Regions from separate parts of the Zea mays genome. Here region 2 is linked to region 1. The links are chromatin contacts, called in public Hi-C maps. All regions are on one chromosome and are shown on one strand. The core of a region is the stretch at or near the end of the contact, and the rest is flanking DNA. Distances in the headings are between cores, read along the strand shown. Region 1 holds the start of LOC100286057 (ubiquinone biosynthesis protein ubiB). Region 2 holds the start of LOC100192460 (transferase).

Evidence for each region. A called contact is a pair of places that touch in the nucleus more often than the background predicts.
Region 2: a Hi-C map of ear shows a contact between it and region 1, with 2.7 times the contacts expected there. The contact joins the promoter of LOC100192460 here to the promoter of LOC100286057 in region 1. A contact is called at or near these places in 2 of 25 Hi-C or Micro-C datasets (ear and tassel).

What each region holds. Positions count from the first base shown.
Region 1 is chr8:93,518,201-93,525,614 of Zm-B73-REFERENCE-NAM-5.0, forward strand. It overlaps LOC100286057 (ubiquinone biosynthesis protein ubiB), which reads left to right and starts at 6,110. Exons shown (of 7, transcript NM_001372017.1): 1 at 6,110-6,507; 2 at 6,625-6,855; 3 at 7,246-7,414. The coding sequence starts at 6,166.
Region 2 is chr8:93,849,005-93,856,377 of Zm-B73-REFERENCE-NAM-5.0, forward strand. It overlaps LOC100192460 (transferase), which reads right to left and starts at 5,984. Exons shown (of 7, transcript NM_001137680.1): 1 at 5,538-5,984; 2 at 4,062-4,211; 3 at 3,886-3,968; 4 at 3,715-3,814; 5 at 2,775-2,888; 6 at 2,192-2,334; 7 at 1,503-1,949. The coding sequence starts at 5,977. The coding sequence ends at 1,852.

The DNA of each region.
Region 1 (7,414 bases), core at 4,860-7,359:
TACTAACAATTATCGTTTCATACACTAAAGCGAAGTTAAATTTGTAAACGTATTCTAGTATAAAAATCACCAAGGTAGTGAATAGTGACAATATTCAATTTAAAATTATAAAATCATACACATATCTGAAATATTGTTGCGGGGTTCGATTTTGGCTATACGTATACATCGAATTCTCTTTTCGACAATCTCTAAACTGAAAATCTCAAAATTAAGTTTATTTACACGCAGGGACCAAACTGCAAAATTTCTTTCTTCTACCTTTGAGCTTTTGTTCATGCGCATGAATGGAGGTTGACGAGCAGGGGAGGGCTCGGCGGTCTCGGCGGGCAGGTAACGGGCACGACCGAGGTGCTGCGCGGTCGTCGGTGAGCATGGACGGAGCTCCGACGGGCGATGCAGTGTAGCAACGAGCTGCGCAAAGCGATGTCGGGCGACGCGAGCATGGCGGAGAAGAGAGCACGGGGAGTGAGAGAGAGAGGGAGCTTGGGTAGGGAAAAGGAGAGCTCGACGGCCTATTTATAGAGCGCGCGAGAGAGAGGAGAGGTCGCCGGGGGGGAGAAACGGTCGGCCGGCCATGCCATTGATGGCCATCAATGGAGCTCCATAATGGGGAAGAAATGGGGGAGAGTAAAAGGGAACGACGGTTTCCGGCGCGGCGTCGAACGGGCGCGGGATCGGCGGTCGGGCGCGGGCGCAGGAGCGGTGGCCAGGGCGCACGGCGCGGTCGGGCGCGGCTGCACGCGGTGTGGCGGCGCGCGCGTGCGGGGCGCAGGTACGAGCGCCTGGCGGTCACTGGGAAGGGAAGGGGGCGTGGTCGGCTGGCCGGTTTGGGCCTAATGGGCCGAAACGACCAGTGTAGATTAGGGTTTCTTTTTTTCTTTTAAAATATAAATAATTATATTTTTTAAAAATTCTAAAAACCATAATAATTATTCCAAAAAATTTGAATAAAATATATAATATTATTAACATATTTAAAATGTATATTTCACAATAATATTGTATAAACTTATTATATTTTTATGGAAAGATTCACACAAAACAATAAATCTCAATTAATGTATAAGCACCTACCTATTTCTAAAATCATAATAAATCCAAGAATATTATTAACTGAATACTTGTTTTGCAGGAAGCATTATTTTAACAAATTATTAATTATTTTGTAAAAAAAATTTCACACCAAATTAAATCAAAAATTTGGATTCGCAAATCAAGTCAAACAAAATTTATGATTCACATGAATGCATCAAACAATTGGTAAAATTTAATCTATTCAAGAAATTATTTAATTTATCACCATTTCATTATTTGAAAACATAAATATTTCCCATTTTACTAAAAATTAATAATATAAAAGTTAGGTTCAGTTGACCGATTTAGGGTGTTACACACATATTGTACCCTGTATCGACAAGTCGTGTATTCCATCTAGCCTGGGTTTGCAAGGCCCTTAGACACTGCCGAGGTGAATGACTAGGGATCCACTACGAGGCCTTTACAAAGTTCCACTAGCTTCAGAAAACCCGCTACAGTTTCTAGGAAGAGCAATGCAGGAATCCCCCGTCTGACCGCCATCGTAGCAAAATCAACCCGAAAACCTCTCTACACGCCTACTCCCCTACTACCCTTGCCCCTTTCGGGTAAGGTAGTTCTCCACTAGCTTTTCTAGTTAGTTAGTCAAGGGCGTCCCATTCCATCCTTGTGGTGGCACGTGTTTCTCAAGTTAAGCTCCATATTCTAATTAACATAGTTGTCTTATCATGAACAGAAATAGAACAATAATAAAAAATGACTATGTGTAATAGTTATCCCAACATCCAAAACCATGTATAGCAATAGCAAAGACTACCCAAAAATTCAGGGGTAAACAAGGTGTAAAGATAACCAGACTAGGGTGAACTATTGGGTCCCATCACAATTAAGTCTATGCATGATAAAATGATTATAGAGAACATTATTGGGTAAACAAAAGTTGTCAAGGGCACAACTTGCCTTCAATGAGCTCCTGCTCAGCAACTTCTACTTGCTGAACACCCGAATCCTCGACCACTGGCTCCTATACTCGCCACAATACAAACATACATGGTACAAGGGATAAATTAACATCACACCAAACATGAATACAAAATACATAATAATAATCTACGCATCATAACGAGATCGCAGGAAAAAGAATCACTAAATTCGGAATTACATATTTTAAGTTATGATTTTCCGAAGTTCGTAAGTGTTTGGTACAAAATTAATTGTGTGATCAATTCTAATATGAATTTCATGTTAAAACAGTGGCACTAAGTGATAAAAAATATTATTACAAAATTATAGAAACTAGAATGAACTAAAAAGGAGTTAAAATGGATTTTATATGAATTAATCAAGATTTGGGAATTTCTTTTAATCAACAAATCATTTTCTCCATTAATTATTCTGATTTTCTACCTCCCTAGACTGTGCTTGCAATACCGAGAAGCTCAGGGTCTCTGCGCAAAACATCCTAAGACTCAGAATCCTATGCCATGGACTGCGAGTTGATTATGTCAAAAGGAGTGTCTCTTTTGTAAATGTGAACAGCCGAAGGGGTACAGGGCAATATCTGCCGTTCGATCCACATCGAACGTGTTAGATTATATTATTCCTTCTCGCGAACCAGTACACGCCAGCCGCCCTCGGATCGAGGATTAACGGCCACGATCTAAAATCTCGCTGATCCCCCCTACACCGACCGATTTTACATCAACGGCCAGGATCCTACGACTGATGTGGTACACTGAGATCCTAAGAACGACCACCCGTGCCCCGATCAACGGCTATCGTAGCCCCTTCCCCAACCCCAGAACAAAATCATGGTGGTGCAGCTCCACCAGGCGCAGCCATCGTCGGCGAGCGATTCTGCGCACCACAGTGACACAAACTCTAATTCGCTACAGCCATACCTATTGAATGGAAACGCGAACACGTGAACGACGTTCGTACCTTGATTAACAGGTTGAAGAACCCTACCCGCGGCACGCGGTGGAACCCGAAGTACGGTGAGCAATTCTAGCGGTGCTGGCGATGGATTCCGAGCCGTGATGTTGTTCGCCCGCAGCACACCGCGGATCCAAGGCGGACACCCACTCTAACGAGCAATTGGCATGCCACTGGAGGATCTTCGTGTCTGGAATATCTTCGACCATGCACAGGTACTCTCGGTGGCCTTCCATGCCCCCGTATAGAGGTAGAATCGACGGTGAAGTCTCAAATCGATGGTGGTGGCGACTTCTCTCCCTTTCTCTCTCCCCTCTGCTTGATTGATGTCGCTCTGCTCCACCCGATGACTTCGGTGCTGCCTCAATGGTCAAGGGGGGGTCGACTTATATACCCCAGAGGCGCAAGCAACCAGGTCCGGTTGATTCAATCTCTAACAAACTCTCCATTCCTCCGTGCGGCGCAGTGAAATCCGGGGAAGAATCTTCTGCCCACTGGGCCCACACGCAAGTAGACGCAAGTGATGACATGCAAGTGAAGAACCTTACACTTCAGATGAGCCCCCACCATAAGTGAGCTCATGCACATTATTCCCCACAACTTGTTGAACGATGAACATATGTGAGCTCACTCTAGCTAAACTCACACCATGTCAAGGATAGGTACCGCAAGATGAGGAGCATGAAGGATGCTACAATGAGTTCGGAGAGGTCTAGGCTGTCATCTCACAGTCAACTATGGTTATAGAGGATCATTGTCGTCATATGATGTAATTATTTAGCTATTTTGTACAAAACTCTATTATGTAATAAAGATGTGACATTGATTTCTGTACCATGAGTCATCATATGTGTGAGACTTGATCCTAGGACACATTTGAGACACGCCTAGATTTGTCCTTAAATCCGGGTGTGACACGAGGCTAGCCTTCACTGTCCAATCAGTGCACGTAAAACCAGTTATCCGTCCAACCACCCCACTTATTCTTGGAGCATGGGACAAGCTCAAAAATCTTCCCCGTAGTATTCCCCATCTTCCGGGTGAAAGTGCAGCTCCTAAACTGTTCGATAATCCCATCCACAACCCTCTTTCGCTAGTGTAAACAATAATGCTTAGAGAAGACCTCCACTGATGGAGTCCCCCAAAAGTGGTAGTCACCCACATAAACTTGCTTAGGGCAAACATGGCATTCGGAGCAGCTGATGGAGTTGAACCCTAAACTTCTCCAATACCCTCAACAAGAAATCATGGCAGGGTAACCGAAGCCTGGCATTGAAAAAACTTTCAAAGGCCACCACCTCGCCTACTAGCACTGGTGTAGTCTTCGCACTACTCTCAAATTTGGTTTTTATTCACTCTAACTCATATTTTAGACCAAGTTTGTGTTGTTTGAGTTAAGTTTTGTAGGATCACCTGTTCACCCCTCTAGGTGCTCTCAGTTACCATGTGGTAATTACCCCATGGCACAAAATATTCCTATGATGTGGAAGGTAACTGGGGCATAACTGTACTTGGTCTTACCTACCCCTACCTGCTCCTATAAATGCCTCCGCCCTATAGTAGGGTGGGACACACATAACGATACGCTATAGTTCCCTACCTAACATTTTGTTGTGCATCGTGTCTCTCTCCTATCCCCGAGTGTCTGGGTCCACTTGTCGGGACCCAACATAGACATCTCTTGCCTCGAGCTTTTGCTTCCTATTGGATGTGTTAGGACCATCGATGATGTACATAATGTCCTGCATCGGCTCTAGGAATTTGTCCATCATCTGAGTCATTTTCTTGCTGGTCTCTAGCTTCTGGGCCTCAGTCTCCGACTCCTTTAGTAGTTTTTGCGTGAAACCCCGGATATTTCGGAAGTCATGATTAATGTGATGGCCATGTGGATGGAAGATGCATCACCCTTCCATGGTGTTTTGGAATTTGCTATTGTAATCTTATTTCCTGGTGGAGTGTTGCCTCGACGTGTCGAGTCCCTCGCTCAACAACATTGACTAGGCGGTCCTGCCTGCTCTTCTGGCTCTTCTCTAGCTCAGCCTTCTGCTCCACCTTTCCCTTGTCCTTGAGGACATGTTCTACAACACCTCTTAGCTCATGATGTATTTACTGGCCACCTCGAAGAGGGGAGATGAAGTTTAGATCCATGCGAATGAGCCTTCATGGAAGTTCTCGGTCCCTGAGGTCTTTGCGAAAGACGTAGACATGTCTTCTCAGACATGCTTGAAACATCAGCTTACACGTCATGCCAATGCTTGATGTACCTGTGCATAGTCCCATATTCCTACTGCATGACTTGCATGAGGTCTTAGGGATGTTTGGTTACTAGGGACTAATTTTTAGTCTTTAGTCTATTTTAATCTCTAAATTGCAAATACGGAAATGGAAATAGAGTTTTAGTTTCCGTATTTGATAATTTATAAACTAAAATTTAATAAAATAAAAGGACTAAAAGTTAGTCCCTAGAAACCAAATACCCCTTATTGTGTAGGCAACGACTTGCAAGCAGTCCTTCTATGCAAACGTGTAAGCAAACTATCTGATCCATTAGATCGTGATCCAACCGTAGGTCACATTTAACATTTAAACCCTTCCACCATCACCTCAATAATATTTATAAAAAATCTCCTAACAAACTATGGTTGTATCTATGGTTGGATCGTAATCTAATGGATCAGATGGTTTGCTTGTACGCTTGCACAGAAAGACTGTTTGCATAATAATCGTTGCCTATTGTGTATTCTCCTATTTGCAGGTTATGCTAAAGTTATTAATAAATAATTAAATAGATACTTCAGCAGTTCAGCTACCCCATGAACGACATAGCTAGCCATGAGGCCAAACAACTCTGTTGTACCTCACACACATTGGCAAGTATCCCACTCCTTGCCCAGCACGTCAACACAGTGTTTCTCCAGAATATACTGCAGTCTGCGGCTTGGTCAGTTGCCGAAGCCGTGCAGTCTGCGGCTCCTGCCTACAGCTACAGGTGCCGTGAGCGTCGACGACGCCGCCTCTCGTGCTCTGTCTGTGGCGCACATCAAATCCTCTCGCAGAACAGCCAAACCAACCACCAAAATGTAAGAACACACGCCCGGCGCTGTGACGCCTACGCTACTAGTCAGTACTCAGTACAGTAGTCACCCCCAAAGCTCCGCCTACGCACCTCTTCCCACTCGCCCGGCCGCGGCTATGGCGGCCACCACGTCCACAACGCCGGCCGTCTCCTTCTCCCTCCCCTCGCCCCCGCACCGCCAAGGGGCCCCGCGCCGCCGCGCGCCTTTCCTCCTCCGTGCCGCCTCCACCGCGGCGCCCCCCTCCCCCGACCTCTCCATCCAGCTCTCGCCCCGCGCGTCCCCGCCCGCGTCGACAAACGGCGCCGCCACCGCGCTTGGACGCCCCGTGGCCGCCTCCTTCGCCCGTGACCGCGCCGAGGACCTGCAGGCCGAGGCCCGCGCCATGGCCCGCGCCGCCGGCGCCACAGTCTACAGCCCCGAGCTCCTCGCCTCCCGCTACGGCTCCCGCCCCTTCAAGGCACGCGCCCCGGGCTCAGGCCTCCACCAATTTTGGACTTGATCTACCTCTGCTCCGCAACCTCAGTGCTCGGATTTTGATTCATGCTCCCCTGACTGCTGCTATGTAATTCATCAGGTGGCGCTCCGGGCAGCGGAGGTGCTGTCCAAGCTGGCGTCGTTCGGGGTGAAGGTCCTGCTGGACGAGCGGAGAGGGGAGTCGTCCTCGGAGAGGAGACGCGCCAGAGCGGTGGAGTTGCGCAGCATCCTCACCAGACTGGGCCCAACCTTCGTCAAAATTGGGCAGGGTCTGTCCACACGCCCCGACCTCTGCCCGGTCGAGTACCTCGAGGAGCTCGCCGAGCTGCAGGTGCGTCCGTTTCCCATTCTTTGCTTGCTTGGCCTTGTATGTGATTTAAGGTAGTTTCAGGATAGCACTATCAATGCCATTAGAGCTTTTTTCTGGTGGTGAAAGTAGAGCATCACTACGCCTAATCTCATATTGAATTGTGATTCATTCAACATGCATATACTACTGCCCAGGGTTTCTCCCATTATGAGATGCTTTGCAGTTTCTAGTGGTGGCTGGGCGTCGTTGGTCACTTATGAAACAGCTAATAAGTGGTTTGGATGGATCCGGTTCCATCTTCTAGAGTTCAAAATTGAGGATGCACTCCTCATTGTAACTTGCGAAGTTACTTCTAGTGCAAATTTTAGTTCCCTCACAAGTCCCAACTGTTGAGACTTCGCTTTCTTGCAGGATTCACTTCCCACATTTCCGGATGAGGATGCATTTGCATGTATTGAGAGAGAGCTTGGCTTCACGCTTGATTCAATCTACTCGGCAATTTCACCTTCCCCCATTGCAGCCGCTAGTTTAGGTCAAGTTTATAAAGCAAAGTTGAAATACTCTGGGAAGCTGGTGGCTG
Region 2 (7,373 bases), core at 4,734-7,233, 330 kb after region 1:
TTCTAGAGGTCAAACTGACAGCCACCAAGCTTCTTCTCGTCATCGATGAGCGACGCCAACGCGAGTGCCTCCTACTCATGGTGTTTGTTCGGGGTTTCAAGTAAGAAACATGGATTCATGCTTGGTGTTGGTTTATGAAAATGACTCACAAGTCTGATCCATGGAAAAAATATTACGAAGAAAAAATGTCACACATGCAAAAAGGGAATTTAAGTATAATACATTATTCAAACAAAAGAAATTGCATGCAAAACTCTTCTTTAAATAATATTACCTCCATCCAAAAATATAATTCAAGAATCTCGGTGATACTTATTTACTACTACGCATTGTGTAAGGGTAGCAAGTGAGCTTGGTGAGAGATGTAGTAGATGTGTTTCCTGTCATAGATGTAGACATAAACACACATGTGGTGTAGCGGTAACTACTCTTGGCTTTTACTTGAGAGGTCATGGGTTCAAATCCCCTTGAGAACATGCGTGTTTTTTTAATTTTAGCTAGACGTGGGCTGTACGGGAGAATGGAAATGGGCTTTGCGGGGAGGGGGAAATGAGAAAGACAAACATGAGAATGGTGGCAGAACGAGAATGGCAGAACAAGAATGGTGGCTGAACACGGGAATGACAGACTACTCTCTCTTGCAGCCTTTTTAGCTAGACGTGGGCTGTACGGGGGAATGGAAATGGAAATGGGCTTTGCGGGGAGGGGGAATGAGAAAGACAAACATGAGAATGAGAAACGCTGGGAATGGTGGCAGAACGAGAATGACAGAACAAGAATGGTGGCTGAACACGGGAATGACAGACTACTCTTGCAGTCTTAATAAGTAGTAGAGATTCTATCCCCCACAACTAACCAGTATTGCTTATAAAAAAGAGAAGGCATGCCATCAATACCTGGTGCTTTGAGGTCATCAATATTGTCCAAAGCTTTTTTGATCTCTTCATCAGTTACTTCACTTAAAAGATTTGCATTCTTTTGCGCAATGACCTTGACTGGAACACAGCCTACATGGATTTGATAGAGCAGATTCACAACTAGAGCTAGTGGAAGTAAGGGTGTTTGAATTAAAAAATTAGGCGTGGTCTAGTTTTTATAAATCTGAAACTGGTGCGCTTTTTTAAATAAATAGACAATGCGTCAACATGACGAGATATCGTTATTTCAATTGGTAGTCGCGAGTCGGTGGCCGCAAAGAAGCCAACGTAAGCTGGTGCACCAGCAAAGACATACATACTGTCTGCGCGCAAACCATTGGCGCAAATCTTAGCAGCTTTCGCCATTCTTCATAAGCATCAAATGCAAGCGTCTCCACTGCGCGCGTGACAAAACAACCACGGGACGGGAGTAGTGCCCAACGACACAGTTGACATCAGGGTCAAGGGGCTGCGAGTGAGGAGCCTGATGATAGCACTTGGACCTCTCTCTCTCTCTCTCTCTCTCTCTCTGTTTGTCTTCTCCAAACGGCATTAGTGCAAAACGAACGCCTGCACTGAGTCTCAGAAAACAAACCATGGAATGCCCACCGTCTGGTCAGCGAAGAATGAAACCACATAGGTCACTCTGTGTACAATTTATACTACATCATACAGCCAAGAATGTCTCTGTGCCCTCATTGGTTCCACCGATTAGTAAAAGGTACAAGTACAACACGTCATCTGAACCCATATTGGGTAGACTCGAAATACTACATGTAATGTGATGGTGTCGATTCTCCAAGAACTCTCCATCGCTGGTGTTGAAAGGTCACTAATGATACAGCAGTATGGAAATGCAGTCGACGACAAAACCAGTGCTCTAATTGGAGTATCACCGCCATAGCTTTTTCAAGGGCCAAAACTGTTTCGGTTTCTATTCTTCCTCCTCCACCTCAGGTGGCAACGTTGGGCTCTTTGAGCACACAGTGGTGTTATGGAGCTGCTTTATTTTGTCAGCGACGTTACAAGTACCTGGAATTAGATGAGAATTTGTCACAGCAAATTTCTGTGCTTATATTTGAGTCCAAATACTATGAACAATGTTAATTCTCCCGTATGAGTAGTACTGACACATCTAATATGCTCTTGGCAAGGTATAAAAGTATGGGCGTGCTAGCCATTTTGCAGCAATTAGAAGTATCAATATTTGATTGCAAAACTGATTCAGACTTACGTATTGCTATGATTATGAAAGAGAGTTTCTGAATACACACCTGAGCATTTCTTACTGTCCCATACAGCGATGGAGGTAGGGGTACATACTGAATCACACATTGCTCGGTTGTCTTCATGCTTTACATTCATAGCAAGCATCCATGCGCCGATTGTAACATCTTCATAATCAAACATCCTTAAGCTGGATAATGCAGGAATGTATAATGACTATTTCGAATACACAAGAAACAAAGAGCACAGTGAAGTCATAATAATATTATGTACACTCTATTACCATTAACCCTGTAGTTCATTTTGCTTTGATAAAAAAACAAACCCTACCGTTACACAAAAAAAAACTCTAGTATAATGCGAAATATTGATATCTGGGTGTGCCCTGCATATCTTTAACTTACATGCATACAGACCATCTAAATGGCATTCCTTAGAAACATGAAATCTTGGATTAACACACTCCCATATTAAGGTGAAAAGGAAGGTCAATCCAAAATATGAGAAGTCCGTAGCATGTTGCATGTCTAAGTACAAGCATACTAATGTTTGGGTGTAAGCCTGCTGGATGCACTTCAATTTTCCATGTTTTAGGTGAAAAGAGAAGTCACAAAATTATAAGTGACCAACCTATCACTCTTTGCAGTAGCTAGAGCTTCAACCACCTCAGAAGAAAGAGCATATAGTGAACCAGATGCATGCATGAAGTACTCGTTACCCAACAGTTCCCAAGAACTTTCGTACCTGAAATTGAAACAGGAACACTTCAAAGAATAGTATTAATGTGAAGGCAAAGGGATCAAGAAGCTGACAACATCCAGTACATCTTGGTCTCCTGTGTATGCAGTTTATTGTGTTACAGAAGCTGGGTTTACAGGCTCTTGTTCCTGACTATAGTTCTTGTGCATGGTGCTGCCATGCATTCAAAAGGGTGGACAACCAGTGTAGAAAAGTTTGAAACATTTCTGCTCTTCTGCTGGTTTGGGAGCTATGGAAACATCACAACGGTTGTTTATTCAACAGGGCTTCATGAGTTCAAACTTGGTGGTAAGGGCAGTAGTGGAGTAGCGTCACTTATGGTGTGCAGCTGGGGCCAAAACTTCCATAACATTTTCTAAGGCCTGCTGTCTCAGTTGTTTGGTCACCTTTTATTTTACTCAGTTGCGTGCCTGTTCTTTGGTTATGGGGGTATGATTGTGTTTGTTGTGTCACTTTGTGTTCAGTAAGAAAATAACAACAATGCCATGGATGCAAAAGAGATGTATGTCAATCAGTTTATAAGGCACATATGTCCCAGATTTTTTTAACGTAAAGGAAGGAATTCTGTCTTTCAATTAAGATAGGGATAAAGCAGGTTTATATGTACAGGATGCAGCATATGCATAGCGAAAAGACAAGATACAGATCCCCCTTTGCTCTAGCCCCGCCACCCACCCACCCACCCCCACCAACCCACCCCCGACCCCACACAGCGCGTGATGGACCTCTTTTTTTGCCCTATGTCCCGGAAATTAAACTGACCATTTTATTTGTAGTACATAGTTCCCAGAATAGGGAATGAGTAACTGACCATTTCAAATTTGGATCATTGACAACTGGTCCTTTTTTCATGCAACCGATGTATGTCTTGTGCTGAGGTCTTTCTTTTGCAAGAAGAGCAGCAAGTCTATCTGCCCTAGAAATACGAGTCATATAACAGGTCTAAGAAACAGCAATTGTACAATATAGTCACTAACTTCACCTGGGCGCAGGTAGATATCATCACTAGCTTTGACATAGAATTCTGCATTGAACATGTGGTAAGCTGCTTTGAAAAATGCTAACCTATCAAACAGGTAACAGAAGTGGGGCTGATTAGATTAACCACATGTAAGTTCACAGGTACCATATAACGATAAAGAGTGTACAGAAGCTTACATCGTCTGTGGGGGCTTTGTGGCCTCATCAGCATCAATAAACAAAAAGTCATGATAAGTATCCGCCTCTTTCTGAAGATCTTCCATTTTATCTTTGTCCTTTGGCCGTCTAGCGACAAACCTAAATGATAATCCAGTTCCATGTTCTAAACTGCAACACCGAAGAAATGGCCACAGTAAGCCCCCAATAACTTCAACATGATACAACAGAATAGTTCTTGCACATGAGCACAGATGTCCGAGTCCAACATCAATTTAGGTATTTGATTTGTCCAAAATACGAAGGGACATGAACACCGAGTCCAAGAACCCATTATGCTTGTGCATTCAAAAGTGTTACAGCTTCTTCATGCATTCTTTTGTTCAGGAACTATAAGATGCACAAAACGTAACATGGAAATAAGGTGATTAATTCTGTCCATACAAACTATAAGGCCAAGAAAAGGAAAACAGAGAACATTACTAGATTTGAAAGAGATTAATCAATTTTGCCTCATAATCACACATTCATGGCCCAGTCTAAAAAACAGTGAATTGTATCTCAGATCACTTTGGTCACACTATACCATAAATGTGACAAGCTGTCAGTAAACAATAAATGGTAAAACATTTTATCCTACTTTTCTCTAGGGCCAAGGAGTACAGTAACTGAATGCAGAGTCGTGTAATAGAACATTTCAAGAGACATTGCAACACTCAGAACTCCAAAAAAGATAAGGAAAAAATAAAAAGGAATGGAAAGAAAATAGCTAAACATACTTTCCATATAGCACACATACTTTTTCAATCAACTAATAACATAAATTTGTTTCAAATGAACTGTTTTGGATTTAAAATTATATCTACTCGGTGGATATCGAATCTCCTTTCTTCACCGAGTCTTCATATATACTTTCTACTATGCATTTCATGACACCTGATATACCAAGATTTGTACTGCACTTCGAACACGGGACTCCTGCTTTGAAATGATTAGAATTGCAATACAAATTAAATTTCAGTTCAAATGATATAACTTATTAATGCATTGTGACATGATGGAACCAAATTTGTATGGCTATTCGAAGTTTCCATCACTGCCTATATGCTTGTTACACCATAACCTCTTGTTCATGTTAACAATCATTCATGAGAATTCAAATTATAGTAAATGGCAACTAGTGGCAGAAACCAATGAATCAAATCGACCCAGCTAGTAAGACTCACACCACCCTGCCCAATTGGAGAAAAAAACTGCATTCTCAAATAGTGAGCATTTGCAATTGAAGCAGATGAGCCAGAGATCTAAGCTACAAACAACCTTATTAGCAGGAAATGCAAGTAACAGCAAGCGCACAAGCAACATCTTAACTGATCACACCATGGTAGCAGTTAGATACTAAAATAGCTAGAAGTTTTTAGTATATACGCGACACGAGTAGCAGCAATCTACATCATGAATCTACTCAGATCCAAAGCTTATGGAAGTGTGCGGAACCTTACGATGCCTTCGGGGTTGAGCGGGAACCAGGTAGCGCGGAGCGCAGCGCGTCGGGCAGCGGAGAAATTCCCATGCTCCGTGTGTACGCCAACGACAGCGAGCACCTTCTCCCTGTCGCCGGCAGAGAAGTTGCCGTGCGAGGAGGCCGCTAGGAAGGAACGGAGCGAATCCTCGGCGCGGCCACAGCGGAAGGCGACAGTAGGCGGAGGCTGCGGCAGGGACTGACGGTTGCGGCTGGTGGAAACGGCGAAGGCGAAGGAGGCAGCGGCGAGGACGAGGCAGGCGACGGCGAAGAAGAGGAGGAGGCGGTTGGTAGAGGCGGGGGAGGAGGGGAAGGTGGGGGTGTACGGCCGGCGCGGCTTGGCCTCGTCATCGGAGCGGCGGTAGGGGAGGAGATCTTCGTCATGGTGGCGGTGCTTAGGGTGATGGAGCGGCATTTTTGCGATTGCTTCTAGAGGGTTCTAGAAGGAGTGTGAAGGAAGTCAAGGAACAAGAAGCAGAGGAGGTTGAGAGTTGGTTTGATCTGATCTGACTGTTCGAGCAACGTTGCTTTGGGTTTAAGCTAGCTTTAATACGATAACCACGCTTTTACTTGGACAGTTGTATTGCTAATCCTTTTCACTGACTGTGCAAACAAAACACAATTACAAAAATAGAATAAAGTTTTTAAAAGCATTTAAAGAAGATGAAAAAGTTATTTTGAAACATAATACACATAAAAATGTTATTTTGAAAATTCACCATAACAAGGGTTTGAACTAACAAATTAATTTGTACATAATATATTTCCTTTAAATATGACAAATAGTCAATTTTATTTTATTTAACTATTTTGTATCAAGTTATAGTACTTTGCCAATTTGTATTTGAAATTGTCCTTCAAAATTGGTGGTTCTTAAAATAAGTCTTCACTACCTTCGTCAAACTATATTATTGTTGGTCACTTATTTTCAATTATTGTATACAATCAAAAAACAAAACAACACAATGTTAAAAAATAGAAGCCCTCATCCTTGAAGTGTTCTCCCTTTGGGACAACTGCTCAAGAACGAAGGTTTGATGTAATCAAATGGATTGCACACAAAAATATAACAACAAATTACACAATAATATGACGAAGTTAAGTATGATAACTCATCTCAAGTGTCTTTAGCGTTCCATTTCTTTTCACGCAAAACAAGTTTACAATCATACCTTCGGCTTATTAATGCAAGGTAGCGTGAAGGTGTTTCGGAGATTGAATTATGAGGAATTATAGCACCTGGCTAAATGTACTTTATGCAGGGTATTATTCATCTATTTATATGGCAGAGGTACAACTTCATATGAAATTACAAGTATGTCCACAAAACTTGTACATACGATTTACAAATGATGCAAGGGTATGTCTTCTATCTTTATCATCTAGGCTACAGAATCTTGTGAATACCTTCTGTCGGCTTTGTTTGACTTCTGCCTTCGCCCCCTGTATAGCTATGACGAAGCTAATGCCTTCGTCCTTTTTCCTGGTCTGTTCCGAAGATGACTAGCACTGAAGCACCTGCAACACCTAGAGATGTATCGAGAAACAATGGTTATCTATGTTTTTAGGATCTTCGAAAGATGAAGGCCCCAAACAGTAGCCCTTCGCAGTATTAGTTTGTTTCCTTGTAACGAGCTCAGACTGCGGAATGAATAGAGGCCTTATGCCGAAGGTTCGAAAAAATACCTTCCCGTCGTCAAATAGCGAAATTTCTGAAATGCGGGGCCATTTTGCAGTGGTAGTTTGCTTATAAATAGAACGACCATCGCAAAATATTTATCGTGTTATTCAGTTGTTTTGTCGCTTTGAGC